2 separate regions of the Cyprinus carpio genome follow, and region 1 is linked to region 2. The links are chromatin contacts, called in public Hi-C maps. All regions are on one chromosome and are shown on one strand. The core of a region is the stretch at or near the end of the contact, and the rest is flanking DNA. Distances in the headings are between cores, read along the strand shown.

Region 1 (7,122 bases), core at 2,204-4,703, 54 kb before region 2:
CGAGAAGCCACATGAGCGCATGTGGTCTTTAACCTTCTGCCACAAGAAAAACATCTCCACATGATTATCACTGCAGCGGCCCTGTGAAGTCACACGTCCCTCTGATGTCTGGATAAATACGCCTTCTGAAGGAGCTTTTATGTGACCTCACATAAAGTGTTTATAAAAAACAAAAAAAAAAATATCAGTTTAAATGTATATTAGACATTAAAATTAGACATTAAAATACCTCACGCACCATCACCTGCACGGTTGCATCACACATTGTCTTCTTTATCCAATGAGAATGCAGCAGCATTGAGGGGGCGTGTCTAGAATCACGCCACCACTGAGCTGACAGAACAGGTATTTGGGGAGGAGCTCAAGCAGTGTAAGATGTACTGTACTTACTGTAACTCAGTTTTTCCACCACGTAACACAATGAATCAGTAGGATAGACTAATAATAGTCCTTTTAAGTACTTGACAACCATTAATTACATCTTAAATTGAACAACGAACAAAAATCATATATTTAAACAGTTTGTTATTAGATTTAATCTGAATAAAATAATCACTATATTTATTTTAAAATGTAATAATTTGGAAGATGGTTTTATCCAAAGACTCTTTATTATAAATAATATGTTTTTTTTAATCATAGATAGATAAATAGATATAGTAATCGAATGTATTGAAATATAATTATAAAATATTATATATTAATATAATATTAAATATTATATATTTTATATATTATTAAATGTGTATGCATACTGTATATTAATAATTATAATAATTTAATATTATATTATTATATATATTCCAGGACATATACAATATAGTTTAATCTCTTTCTACAGGACAAATCAACCTTTCTAACTAAAGCATCTGTGTAACACAATTCTATAACCTTTACAATAGGCAGATTAAGAAGCTGTCAGAGTTTTGTCAGTGACTTCCTCTATCTCAGAGCAGTACGTAGTATAATTACCTCTTACAATAGTAACTTTGAAACCTCTGAAGGCTGTCTTCCCTAAATTAATCACACAAATGACAATAAAAAACCCCCACCCACCCTCAACAGTGTTGAAGGCAGCACCCATCTGCCGGTCTAAACTAGATAACTCCAGCCTCAGCAGCATCGCAGTAGTTCCTCATCTGCTTTTGTTCAGAATGAGCCAATCGAAGCCAGTCATACCTCCCCCACAGATGCATTACAAAGCAGCGCACAGCAACACTCTATAAAACAGTTTTAGGAAAAGTAAAACATAGTAGTGAGCTTCAAATGACAGGAGGAACACATCTATACTCAGAAGATATTTTAAATTATATATATATATATATATATATATATATATATATATATATATATATATATATATATATATATATATATATATATATATATATATATATATATATATATATATATATATAGGAAGAGAGGGCCCTGGTAATCATGGGGGCCCATCAGGACTGCCTATGCATAGGGCCCGGGATCTTGTGCAGCGCCCCTGTATAGTTATATAGTTATAGTTATTTTAGTTAGTACACAACATCACAACTGTCTAGCGAAACACAAGCTAGTCCAGATGTTCCAGGCATTCGAGGGTCCTGAGACTGTCACAAGTAGGCTAATGAAATGAATGGACTGTCACATGACCAGCACCATCCAATAGGAACAGTCTTGCTTCATGGGATACACAGACTCTGCTCTACAAAACTCAGGCAGTGGTCTGTCCCCGTGTGCACTAGTACTATCATAACTCAGACGTTATGCTTTCTTTTTCGAGATCATGAGAAATCATGTACTTTCCGAAACCTCTTCCTTGAGTCGGCGTGCATGCAAGAGATCAGCTTGAGATCATGAAAATTGTGCAAAAGCTGAGTTGCCAGCAACCGCTCACACCTCGTATGAGTAATGATTAGTGAGTCTGTGAACAATTCTGTTGTTTTTTAATAGGACACCTATCAACAGTCAACGGTTGCCCAGAGGTAATCTTTGTTGTCACGGTAACAGACTGTTCAGTTCCAAGTGCTCTAAATAAAATGAGCAAGTTCAGCCAAAACATGAAAACATGTGCTGCTGCATTCCACGTTAATGATGAAATCCTGAAAGTGTGTTTTGCATGTTTTTTTTTCTTTCTTTTTTTTTATTTTCTTTTTGTATGGGCACTTTTTGCAAGTAAGCATGGTTCCATGGTGGATTTGTTTTTCCTGGGTCAAAAAGCCAAAAAAGTACACAAGTATGCACAAGCATGGAGTCAGTATGTCAGATTAAGTAATTCTTTACCCTATGAGTTTTTCTATTAAATTGATTAGTACAGCTCATGCACTTCACAAGATTAATCTGTTCAACTTTAAGTTTCAGTCTATTACGGTGTTGTTGCGTGACCTTAAGACCTTTCAAGCTCAAACCCAGACCCCCTCTTGAGACCAGACAAAAACATTTTGTGCTCATCAGAGGAAGTCGTTAGGGAGCCACCCATTTTACTTCCCTAAACATGATGCTGTGAGGATTTTGCCACCAGTCATGATAATACAGCGAGAGAATACTAATATTCTATATTAAATTAATTACATTGCGCTGTGAATGTGACAAAACCATGTGCAAAGTTTTAAAGAGTTTCTTTCACTTTTTGTTGCAGTTCAAGTTAGAAAGGATGGTGGCGGCGTGGTGTAGGGCGTCCTCTATTGGTGGTTGACTGTAATCACCAAATTGAGGATTAAAAACTTATTTTGGTTTTGTTAACAATTTGCTGTTTAAATATTATCAATAATAATGATATTTATTAATAGCAACAGAAAGTAAAAAATTAATAAAAGGCACTCTTATGTCACCAGAGTTTTGATTACTTCAATACTGAATCAATTTCAATATTTATTGCTATGTATGACGATCGGTAAATCGATTTAAATTTTTATCATCAGTTTATTTTGCATTTACATTTATAAAACTACTACTACTTCTACTACTACTAATACTACTACTACAATAATAATAATAATAATAATACAGCCATCATAATTTAATTGATATACATATTAGATAAACTGTCATATACAATCTCTTTATTTTGTATTAGTTATATTTTATATATATATATATATATATATATATATATATATATATATATATATATATATATATATATATATATATATATATATATATACACACACGCACGCACACATGTAAATCAGCACACACACACACACACACACAGACACACACACATATATATATATATATATATATATATTATAAAATTATATCAATTTATAATTGACAATAGATTATATATAATATTTAAGTAATATTTGTTCAATATTATTAACCACACATCATTAATAAATGCTCCCATCAATTAAGACCGCCCATTCCTGGCCCAGCCCGCCAATCAAACAGGCTCAAATGCAGGTCGGTTTCCAAACAACCAATCACCAATAACGTTATCCTGACGCTCAGACATTCACAGCCAATCGGAAACGTTTCCTCGACAATCAACTAGCAACGCGCTGTTTTGTGTTTTCGGGTATTAGCTGATTAGCTCGACTGGAGAAGCCGAACTGTAATCTCGTTGGTCTGGTTTGGGTTTCAATATCAGTTATTTATTGCCAAACTGCAAAAATGAGCCTGTCTCTAAGGTAATTATGGTGTGTGGTCGATAAAGATTTTATTTAGAGACCAGCTGTTGGTGTGTGTAGCATTACTAGCCGGTGCATGTGAACTGTTGACACTGTAATTTTTATTATTAAGTAAAATAATAAATCAGTAAAATAATAACACGTATTATAAATAGATTAAAAACTATAACTCATATTGCCTTCCAAAGAAGAGCAACACGTATTTACTTAATTATTTTGCTATAAAAACCTGCAGTTTTGTGTATCATATGCATGTTCTGTGGGACCTCAAAATGTTGTCAAGGGAGACAGATAGCGTGCGCGTGCGTGTGTGTGTGATTGAATGAATGGTATCTGAACTAATGGAAGATCAGAATGAAGGTGACTGATTTCCATACATGTGCTTGAAGGACTGACCTAACTGTTGATAAGAATAAAAGGAAGAAGAGGAGAGAACTTACTGAGGAGCAGAAGGATGAAATCAAGGAAGCGTTCGAGCTCTTCGACACAGACAAGGATAAAGAAATTGATTATCACGAATTAAAGGTAAAGATCGCATTTTACAAACAGAACACACATGTGCAGTGACGATTCATCAGTTTAAAAGTTCAAATCTTGAAGGAATAATTGACCCCAAAAATGAAAATTTGCTGAAATATGTACTCGCCCTCAGGCCCCACAAGAATTTAATCTTAAATCCAAATCTTAGTCCAAAACTTGTATCACTTGCAGTTAACTGTAATACAACATTATTTATAAATAAGCAAAAAAGTTCTATGAATAATTATATAAATAATTAATTAAAATATTTTAACTTGCATATTTAGTCTTATTTTTTAGTTAAAATCGTTAATTTGTTTTATTTACAATTATTTATGAATAACTGTAAGACTAATTAAAGAGGATGATAAAGCACAGTTTCTCAAAACAATTAAACATTATTTAATATTGTTAGGGTTGTAGTGACTTTGTGTTCTTCTTATGGGAAGGTTAACTGTAAACTGTAACATCCTGTATTAATTTTGTTCAGTAAACAATTGAAAATGAATCGTAGTAGCTCAAAAATACGGATATTTAAAATCTGTGTTCCAGGTGGCGATGAGAGCTCTGGGTTTTGAGGTGAAGAAAGTAGACGTGTTAAAGATCCTGAAGGACTATGACAGAGAAGGAACTGGGAAAATAACTTTGGAAGATTTCAAAGAAGTGGGTAAGTTGAGTTCGGTACTCACTTATAGGTCTAGACAATAGCTATGTTTCCACCAACATATTTTTATGTGAATTTTGGGATGATGAAAACGTCAAGATGTGAAGACATAGATAAGAAAACATGTCAATAAACTACGATGGAAACACATTTACCTAATATATTCCTTGATACGCAACAAAAAACTCAGTCTGCATTCAGTCTGTCACCAAAATAATTTGGTATAATTATCTACCAGATGAATAACAAATGCTGTCATGTTTTTCATCTGCACGCTCTGAGGTGCAAATAATTTATTACGTAGGAATAAAAGAGCCACAAGATGAATAATTTATGCTGACTTTGCGCCAGTTTCCCAGGAAGTGACGATTTTGTTATTTTGAACACATGCAATGGAAACGGTGATTTATTTGCAATATTTAAATTTTCCGCATAAGTTAAATATGCAACTTTGGATGGAAACATCTGCTTATCAGATATGATTTTGCTGAAATCAGGAGCAGATTCCATGTTAGCTTGAAGTTCATTAACTTTTGTAAACCAAGTGATATCATTTTCTTAAAGTGACGGACATGATATTGGAGCGAGACCCAAAAGAGGAAATTCTGAAGGCGTTTAAACTTTTCGATGATGATGAAACGGGAAAGATAAGCCTGAGAAACCTGCGGCGTGTCGCTCGTGAACTGGGCGAAGACATGAGTGACGAAGACCTGCGAGCCATGATTGATGAATTTGACACGGATGGGGACGGAGAGAGTAAGTTGCTGCATTTTTATCTAGGGAGAGGGAAAAAAGTGCTATTTTTATTGCCTCTGATGAATGGAAGTAATTACTGTGCTTTTCCCAGTTGGCCCAGAGTGCTTTTCTCAATTAAGGCACAGCAAATTAATGTATTGCAGCCAACAAAAATGGGAACAGTGGAAATGAAGGCTGAGTTGAAAGCTGTTTGTGTGTCCTTTGGCGTTGTGAAGAGCTATATGTAATTTAATCAGCAAAATATTAATAATTGTCTGTGCTGGGAGTAAGTAGGTTAAAAGCAAAGTGAATTTAAGTGATCACATTTGTTCTTTGACTCTTTCAGTTAATCAAGAGGAGTTCATCTCCATCATGACCGGCGACTCGTGAGCAGCTGTGACTCAAAGAAAATGTGTGCTGAAGATTTGGCTGCACATACACTGTGAAGAGCCAATCGATCTGACAGACTGACTTTATTCATGAGCAGTAAACCACATTTCCGATGTATGGAACGGTAGGTGCGATGGGTGCTGAAATTCTGGACAGACGCTTGAACTGAACTGGACGTGAAGGACAAATGACATTTTAGGTCATGAATAGGTTGGTTAGATTTTTATTGGGATACTTTGTATTTTATCATTGCAAATGTGTTATGTCTTGAGTATTAATAGTTTGTGTTGTAGTTGTGCATTTTGCATTTGAAATAACATTCCAAAGTACTATTTATTGTAAATACACAGTAAAAAAAAAAAAAAAAACATTATTTCCGTTTGTCTCTTTGACTAAAGCGCAGCGTCATCATCACAGCCATGTTATTTTTCATGGAGAGCATGGGATAAAACAATGCTAAATGCATATATTATATTAAATTATACTGCGATTGCATATTAATTTAGCTGATCCATTTCTAAACTGATTCCAGGCAATGCAGCTAATTTTTTCAGAAATAGTATAGGATAGCAGTTTTTTTTTTTTTATGTTAAGTTGACGTTGCAGTATTATTATTATTATTATTATTATTATTATTATTATTATTATATGTATAATATTATAAAAACTAATATAATTATATTTAGAGTAAATTAATTAATAATATATTGAATTTCACATAAAAGCAATGTATATGTGATTTAACTTTTTAAAAATTTTATTATTCCTTTTTTCTTCCATTCTTTTGTTGGTTTAAAAGGGGATTTTTTTCAGTCTTGGCCAATAGAGGGAGACATTATTCAAAGAAAAGTTCTGCCTTTGTATTCACTGGGTTTTCAAAAAGACTGCAGTTGGATTTTATTATAGTCTGGGGAAAAGAGAGATTTCTGTTCAAAAAGACCAAAACTTTTAACACTCCAAAAATTATAGTCCTTAATAATACACCTTAACAAAAAAATTAGTATGAATATAATACCATCAAAGTCAAGGAAACTCAAAAAAACAAAAAAAATTCACATCTGTGGCAGATTTTGTGTGACGCAAACTCTTTTTCAAAAAAATCTCTTTCAAAGAGTTGCTCAGGTTCATTGGAAAAGTTTGACATCTATAAAAGTTTAGATCCTGGGCCAGATGTCTGCCTGTGTG
Region 2 (7,475 bases), core at 524-3,023:
TTTTTTGCTTTTTCTTTAGGCATTTTAAGAGAAACACCTGAGTGGAAGTCGATACTTAAAGGAGCAACCTCAGTATATTCTAAATATACGTCAGTTGTCTCATTTGATTTTATTTTTATATATATATGCTAAGGCATTTTACGAGAGTGTTGATTCTTAAATGAAACTTAAGAACTCCATTAAGTCTCTATTAAGCTATGAAATCAAAAAGCAATATAAAAATGCTGTACAGTATATTAACAGTTCTCTCATTTGTTTATAATTGTATTTTTTCTCAGGCATTTCAGGAGAAATATCAGGAAAAAAAAAGTTGACAAAGAAAACCTGATTGAGAACTCCATGAAGTCTCCTGAGTGATGATTGAGCAAACTATGAGTAATATAATTTTCCTCTGGGTTGGTGTGTGTGCCGTTCGACTGCAGTTTCTCAGACTTTGCCCTTGTTTAAAGTGTTTCCTGACACAGTGGACTGTAAATGGGCCTGCTTTGAGGTGAGGCGAGACCACCCATGTGGACCTCAGAGGAGGGTACAAGGTGACGTGACGCCGTCAGTCAGTCAGTCAGTCCAGCAGCTGCTGGCCAGCAAACGGCATCAGTCAGCTGTCTCCACACGTTACCACCTGCTACTTCACGCACAACATCATTTCTACACTGAAGGTTACCGGCTAGCACGCTATATAGGACGCCATGTCTACATGCGGACAGACTGGGGCTGTCTTTGTCATGTGGGAGAGTGATGCAGCGCTGGTTTAATTAGGAGCAAGTCTCCATAGAGTTGACAAGACTAAGAGCAGAAGGAGGCGCTGATAGCTGTGTCTCTCCGCTCCTTTCTTCTCCTCTCCTCTCTCCTCTAAAAAACATAATATATATAAATAATACTAAAATAGTGCTGTCCATACAGTAAAAGTCAATGGAGACCAATGTTTTTTGGTTCTTGAAAATATCTTCTTTTGTGACATGAAGATGATTTCAGAATTTGAATTTCTGAGTCATTTTTAATCAAAAGTCTCCACTTTTCAGTTCTCCACCTTTCAGTTCTGTTTCAGTTCAGTTTACTGTGACTGTCATCTAGGAGAAATAATTGAGATCTTAAAGTTGTGTCACGCCCTCGTCGTTGTCCTGTCTTTGGTGTGTGATGAACTGAACAGGAATGCTCGGCTGAGCACGACCCTCCCTCTGTTGGGCAGGAGCGGTCTGTATCGGTCTGAATGTTTAGTCTGCTGATGTCAGGCTTTGGGATCCAGCTGTGTTGCTAAAAGCACAGAGCCGGGTCGAACTGTGAGCTGGAGGTGTCAACGACCCACAGACGGCATGATGGGGGTGGGGGTGCGGGGGGTGTAGGGTTGCTGGGACGCTGCTGGGTGGCACTGGGGCAAAAAATAGCCTTCTACGGCCATCCCTGGGGTTTGAGGCCGTGATTGGCTGTGGCCCCGGCTCCTCCCCTTCCTCTTGAGCCGAGGAGATTTGTTGGACAGGTGCAAAGGCCTTGACAGGTGGAGATGTCTTGAATGAGTGGAATTGCTGTGGTCCAGTGATGTGGCTGCTTGCCGGTGAGCGAAATGCTGAGACCAAGCAGAAAGATAAGCCAAACTGCATCGCTGTATGTCACTTTAGGTCAGATTTTACCTTGAATATAACTCACAAAAACATGGACAATACACAAATAGGTGCATTATTCTGACATGGCCATTAAACACGTAAGATCAAACATTTAGCGTTTAGTGTGAGTGATAGTAATAGTGTTGTTTTGCCTAAGCAAACTAACAGCTCTGTTAATGACAGCAAAGTGATTAGTGTATGGTTTTATTCCATTTTAAGTCAGGGTTTGCTCAAGCTAGATTCTCAAAGGCTTCAGATGAAAGGATTAGGCTCTTGTGAGGAATCAAAGGCTCATGTTTCACAAGCAGGAAAAGCTTTATTTGTTTTCAAATATAGCCCTCTTGTGGTCAAACAGGAAATTTCTCCAGTCTTAAACGGATATTTGTGGTTGCATACAAGATCATTTAACAGCATCTGTGGCAGGTTGTCGATTACCATGGAAAATAATTTAGAAAAAAATACCACAGAAAATAATTTAGACTTCTCTATCAGATTGTAATATATGTAATATTAAGCAACAGATACTGTTGATAGAGCTATATATACATATATATATACAATCAATCATATATATATATATATATATATATGATTGATTGTATTTTTAATATTATTCTTGTAAAGGCCATAATGTTCAAACCATATTTGCTTATTTTATGTGTAGTAATAGTATATTTTTCTGTGTTTATTTTACAATTTTTGTTTTCAATGTAATGTTTCTGCACTATGTATTAACACATGGTTTTTCTACAGTGTGTTTTTGTTTGCTTCTGTTGTATCTTTTGGAAACCTGCATAAATCAGTTTGGATTAAGAAACAGGAAGATGAGTGTAGATACTTTACTGACAACGATTTTCTCCAAAGGATGGATTTTATAATTCTATTTCATTTATACCCAGAACATGCCTTTTCCTTTTTCATCTGTGTACATGTTTCTGTCTTGATGTGTAATCTTCAGAAGTATATATATTTTTAATCTCCAGATTTTTAAGTATTTTTACAGTGTAAAAATGTATGTATATTTGTTTCAGACTCTGAGGAAGAAGGGTCTAAATGGCTGTGACAGTCCTGATATTGATGCTGAAGATTCAGGCCACAGTCCAGAGTCTGAGGACAAATATCGTAAAATCAACGAAGACATTGACCTGATGATCAGCAGGCAGAGACTGTGTGTAAGTGCAGTCAACTTTTCAGATGTCAGAACTGGTGGTTGAACCAATTTGAAATCTCACAATAGCCAAATATTTAAATATCCACTCACATATGAATTTTTTTTTCCAGTAAATTCATTTGTTTTTCAGCATTGTATCAACAAGGTTGATTGATTTCCATGCATTTTGTTTTATAGGCCATCCCCCAGTCTAATTATGACATGCCCATCTCAATCCCTGTGAGCAACCCCAACAGCCTGATCTACAGCCACCCAGGAGCGTCCCTGGGCAACCCCAACATGCTGCCGCTGGCTCACCCCTCCCTCCAGAGGAACAGCATGTCCCCTGGAGTGACCCACCGGCCCCCGAGTGCAGGCAACACAGGTACTGACCCGCACCGGGCTCTCCACTTTGCCAGGGACTCCGGATCAGAGCATAGTTTCAAATAATGTTCATTTCCACGCTTTATTGACATCATTAGAGAGCAGCTCCACTGAGGACCACCAACAGCTCCACCGAGGCTATGAAAACACACCTCGCATGAATTCAAACACCGCATACAGATCATTACATACGCTCAAATATTTCTTTCAGCCATATTCAGCTGTGCCAGGCCGGGCCTTTAATATAAACACTGTGTACTCAGCAGAACTCCTGAGGCTGTCCCAGAGCCGAAAAAAGTGTCTGTCTCGATGGGAGTTTTGGCTGCTTGTAAAGGAACTCCCGGTTGTCAGCGGGCAAATAAAGATGACCATATTTTCCTTTTAACTCCCGTTCTGCGTTTGTGGTTTAGGCTTCATGGAGAGGAAGTTTGGTCAGCTTAGGATTTATCAAAACACATTATCCGTACTTTGAGCACATGTATATGGGTGTTTCTTCAACTGTCACAGGGATTGATTTTTACAGAAATATACAGATTTTAGCTTCTTTTTTAAAATTTATGTTATTTGAATGTTATGTCTTCATCTTTTACATTAAAGACAGTGTTTTGCCTTTACACCTTTTCTGTATAGATTTAATATTAACTTGTGGAAATCCATCCAAAAGATTATGTATTTAATTACTGAGTTAAAATCTAATTAAAAAAAGCTATTAAATTTGACAAGTATTTTTATATTTCTTTCTTTTTAAAACTTATTTATTTTTTGTATTTTTAATATAGCTTAAAAATATTGAATTTTTCAACTATAAACAAATATTAAACAATGAAAATTGTAATTTAAATGAAGTGTTATTTTATTAAAAAATGTATTTTATATTTTTAATGTAATTTTACATAATAAATTAATCACTAAATAATAATAATTAAATTGATTAAATTATTTTAGATTTATTACATTTAATTAACTACAATAATCTAAACAAAGAGTGAAAACATTTATTATGTGAAAAGTACTTGATTTTTAAACAAATCTTGTGTTATTTCAACCACAACCATTTTTCAATTAATAAAAGTTTATCAAATATTTGTGTACTTGTCTACTAAAAAATGAAAGAACTACCATAGAAACCGATGGACTTGTCTGTCAGTTTGTAAAAACAAGCAACAAAAAAGTGTTGAAAGTTACACACAAATTATGCAAACTTTATCCGAATTTTTTTTTTTATTTTTTTGATACAGATGAATATGTATATATGCATATAAAGTCACAATAAGTAGAAAGTTTAAATTAAATAAATGAAAAAAGGAGACCTTTTTTTTTTTTTTTTTTAAATGGTTTTGATTTTGAGCATTTGCTTCAGGGATGAAAAAACTACAGTATTCTCCTGTGATACACATATATGCACCTTTGGAAATTAGTAGACAAGTTTGACAACGTGAAAAGTCTTAAAAGGAGTTTCATTTCTAAAAGTCCACAGTGCCAAAAGAAACATCCAGATATGTGTGTTTAGAAGGTAAAGAGAAAGAGAAAGAGGAAGGAATGGGGGGAAAAAATTAACAAAATGGTAGAAAAAGACAGTCTGTGGTGACATACGTGTGGGAAGTTTAATCCTACTGTGGGCTTGTTATTATTGTCTGAAAGATCTATTTTGTGCTCTGGTCAGAGTCCTTCTGACCACAGCGTCTGTCCTGTCATTATCCCTGGCCCTCCTGGAACAATTTGCTTCGTATTACAGGAGCAAAGTTAAATATGAGTCTTGGCAGAGACCGCGACGTCTGAAACCGCGCAGACTTTTCAAAGGTTTTTCTTGGATGGTGGCATCTTCTCCATAGGGCCGAACAGGGGTTTGTGGGTTCGGATAGACTTACAGATGGGGTTTTTTCACACTGGCTCTCGTACATATATCTCGAGCGGCCCGTCTGGCCGCAGGAAGGAGGCGTCAGTCAGGCGTGGCGTACGTGTTTTGAGTGTCAGTCTTGTTTAATGTCTTTTCTGTCCTATCCTCAGGTGGCCTTATGGGTCCAGACCTCAGCAGCGGAGTGGGCAGCAGTGCTGGTGAGAGTCATGTATATTTACCATACGTGTATGTTTGCTGTCTCAATAGACAGACGGAGCCACTTGGTTTCGATTCAAAGCTTCCTTTTGCTTGGCTAGTTCCTCCCCGGATATTTATCCAGCACACCACTGTAGGATGTCGCGGTGAAGGGTCTTAAATAGTATATTTAAAGAACCGTTTCATAAAAAACATCCTATGGTGAATTCTAATATGATGAAGCCATCAACACCTTCATTAGGCGAGAGGAAACATAACACAACATATTCATGGAACGTCAAGATTTGAGGCTCTGATTCCACCAAAAAAAAAGGTCCAAAAAAAGTCTAAATAATGTACCGTTCGTTAGTGAACACAGTTCATTCATGAAATCGATTAAAAGCCACTTACATTTGAGCCAACGCATGCATGAAAGAGTTTTAGCAAAGCTCACAGAAAATGGACTTTGCACATTGTCACAGTTGTGGGATTGAACTCACTAGCTGTCAACACCAGCACTGGTTTGGTGCAGAAGACTCAAACAGACCATAATGAAATGCAAATCTTGAAAACTAGAAGTCTAAATTGTCTTAACTTTTTTCCCCCTATATGCAAGTCTCGGGAAACATCAAAACATCTAAAAGTGATTCTTTGCTAACTGTTGTAAACGTCTGAGAAAATGTTCAAGTAAAAGTACAATTGTACATTTGGCAACATAAGAGTTCTGTGGTGTTACTATGACAGATGGCAACAATTAACTGACAACGTCTTGAAAAAGACCACAGATCTAATATTGTGGCTGACTTCTTAGAAAGCATGTGGAAATATAAAATATGAAAAGATGAAATATTTTGAAAACAACCACAGATACAATAAAATGTGACATTATTATTATTTTTTTTTTTTACTTTTTAGACAGATTTATCAAAATCTGTGACAGCTGCCACATTCATCAAGTCATTTTAAGTTTCAAGGACTATTTTTTATGACCTCTTCAAACAGGAAGTAGTTCAAAAGCTCTTTCTGATTATTATTAAAGATGTTTTATAACACCACAGAAATGGAATCTTCAAAAGTTAAATTATGATAAAAAATATATAAACAAAAAATAAAATAACCTTTACAGTTATCATTTTTTAACTTTATTATTATTATTATTATACAGAAAAGTTTTTATTATTATTAATAATTTTATTTTAAATTTTCCAAAAAATGCAAATGTCTTTACAGTCGCTTCTTATTTATTTATTTATTTAGCACAAAATTAGTAAAGAATGGAAAAAGAGTTTATCTGTTATTTAGACCAAAACATTGTGTGAAGATTACATTTAAGTGCTTAAATGGTCAATTATGCAAATGTGGGGACATACAGTACAATCATGATTTGTTGACATCTAAAGCTTTATATGTTTTTTCTATTCTATAATTAATGAAACGGAACTTAAATATATTGCCATCAGTCTCCATTAGTGTTTTGATGATAGTTCTATATTGTATTTATGAAATGTCAAAATCGCTCTGACATGGTTTGCAGTGCTTACTGTAGAAAGGCCTTACTGTAGAATATAATATAGTAAATGTGTCCCGTATGGTCACTAGTGTTAGACTGACGCGTCCTCTCTGATTGTCCCTTAGGAAACGGGTATGGAAACCACCGCAACTCCCCTGGTCTGCTGGTCTCTCCGGGGAGCATGAGCAAGAACATGCAGGCCAAATCGCCTCCGCCCATGACCATGAGCATGAGCAACCGCAAGCCTGACCTGCGCGTCCTGATCCCTCCCGGCTCAAAGCACACCATGCCCTCCATCGTAAGTTTACACAACCACTACAACTCACCAAATACCATCACTAGATGTCAAGTTCAGCTGCAGTTAGGATGTGATTTGAAACTAGATGACCAGCATTGCCCATATAAAACCAATTCAGACCATCAGATACATGCCATAAAGTTTGATTTTATTAGAACTAATTAGCGTTGTATTCTTTTTAACTGCTCACCAGTCGGAGGATATTGACATGTTGCTGGTAAGTAGTATTAAAATTGCAGTGAAACACGATCATCAAACACTGTCGTTCAAAGTAATAAAAAGAAACAAGTTTTAATGTCAAATGCACACAAAACAGTCTCATTCCTCTGTTGCCAAGGGGACTGCTTTAAAGGTTTCCATAGCAACAGTGGAACTCCAGCAGTGGTGGCTGGATGTTAGATGATTGCGGGGTGGAGAGTAATTACTCATTATTGGTCACATGATCTATTAAGCAGTTAGATGGAGCAGATACAACACCACCTGCACATTTACTATTTGCCAAG

The links. A called contact is a pair of places that touch in the nucleus more often than the background predicts.
Region 1: a Hi-C map of skeletal muscle shows a contact between it and region 2, with 3 times the contacts expected there. The contact joins the promoter of LOC109059700 here to the enhancer-like site in region 2. A contact is called at or near these places in 2 of 8 Hi-C or Micro-C datasets (liver and skeletal muscle).

Annotation. Positions count from the first base shown.
Region 1 is chrA10:16,513,152-16,520,273 of ASM1834038v1, reverse strand. It overlaps LOC109059700 (centrin-3), which reads left to right and starts at 3,453. Exons shown (of 5, transcript XM_019076872.2): 1 at 3,453-3,629; 2 at 4,019-4,154; 3 at 4,701-4,815; 4 at 5,377-5,568; 5 at 5,894-5,953. The coding sequence starts at 3,613. The coding sequence ends at 5,937.
Region 2 is chrA10:16,457,574-16,465,048 of ASM1834038v1, reverse strand. It overlaps mef2ca (myocyte enhancer factor 2ca), which reads left to right. Exons shown (of 11, transcript XM_042765440.1): 4 at 2,630-2,770; 5 at 2,947-3,133; 6 at 5,140-5,187; 7 at 6,800-6,972; 8 at 7,166-7,189. Among protein-coding and RNA genes, the nearest start is that of LOC109097462, 10 kb to the right of the region's middle. Within about 2 kb of position 1,773, at least 1 of the 8 cell types and tissues checked has an H3K27ac peak or open chromatin away from gene starts, as enhancers often do. A contact at or near this core is called in skeletal muscle, where this site is marked.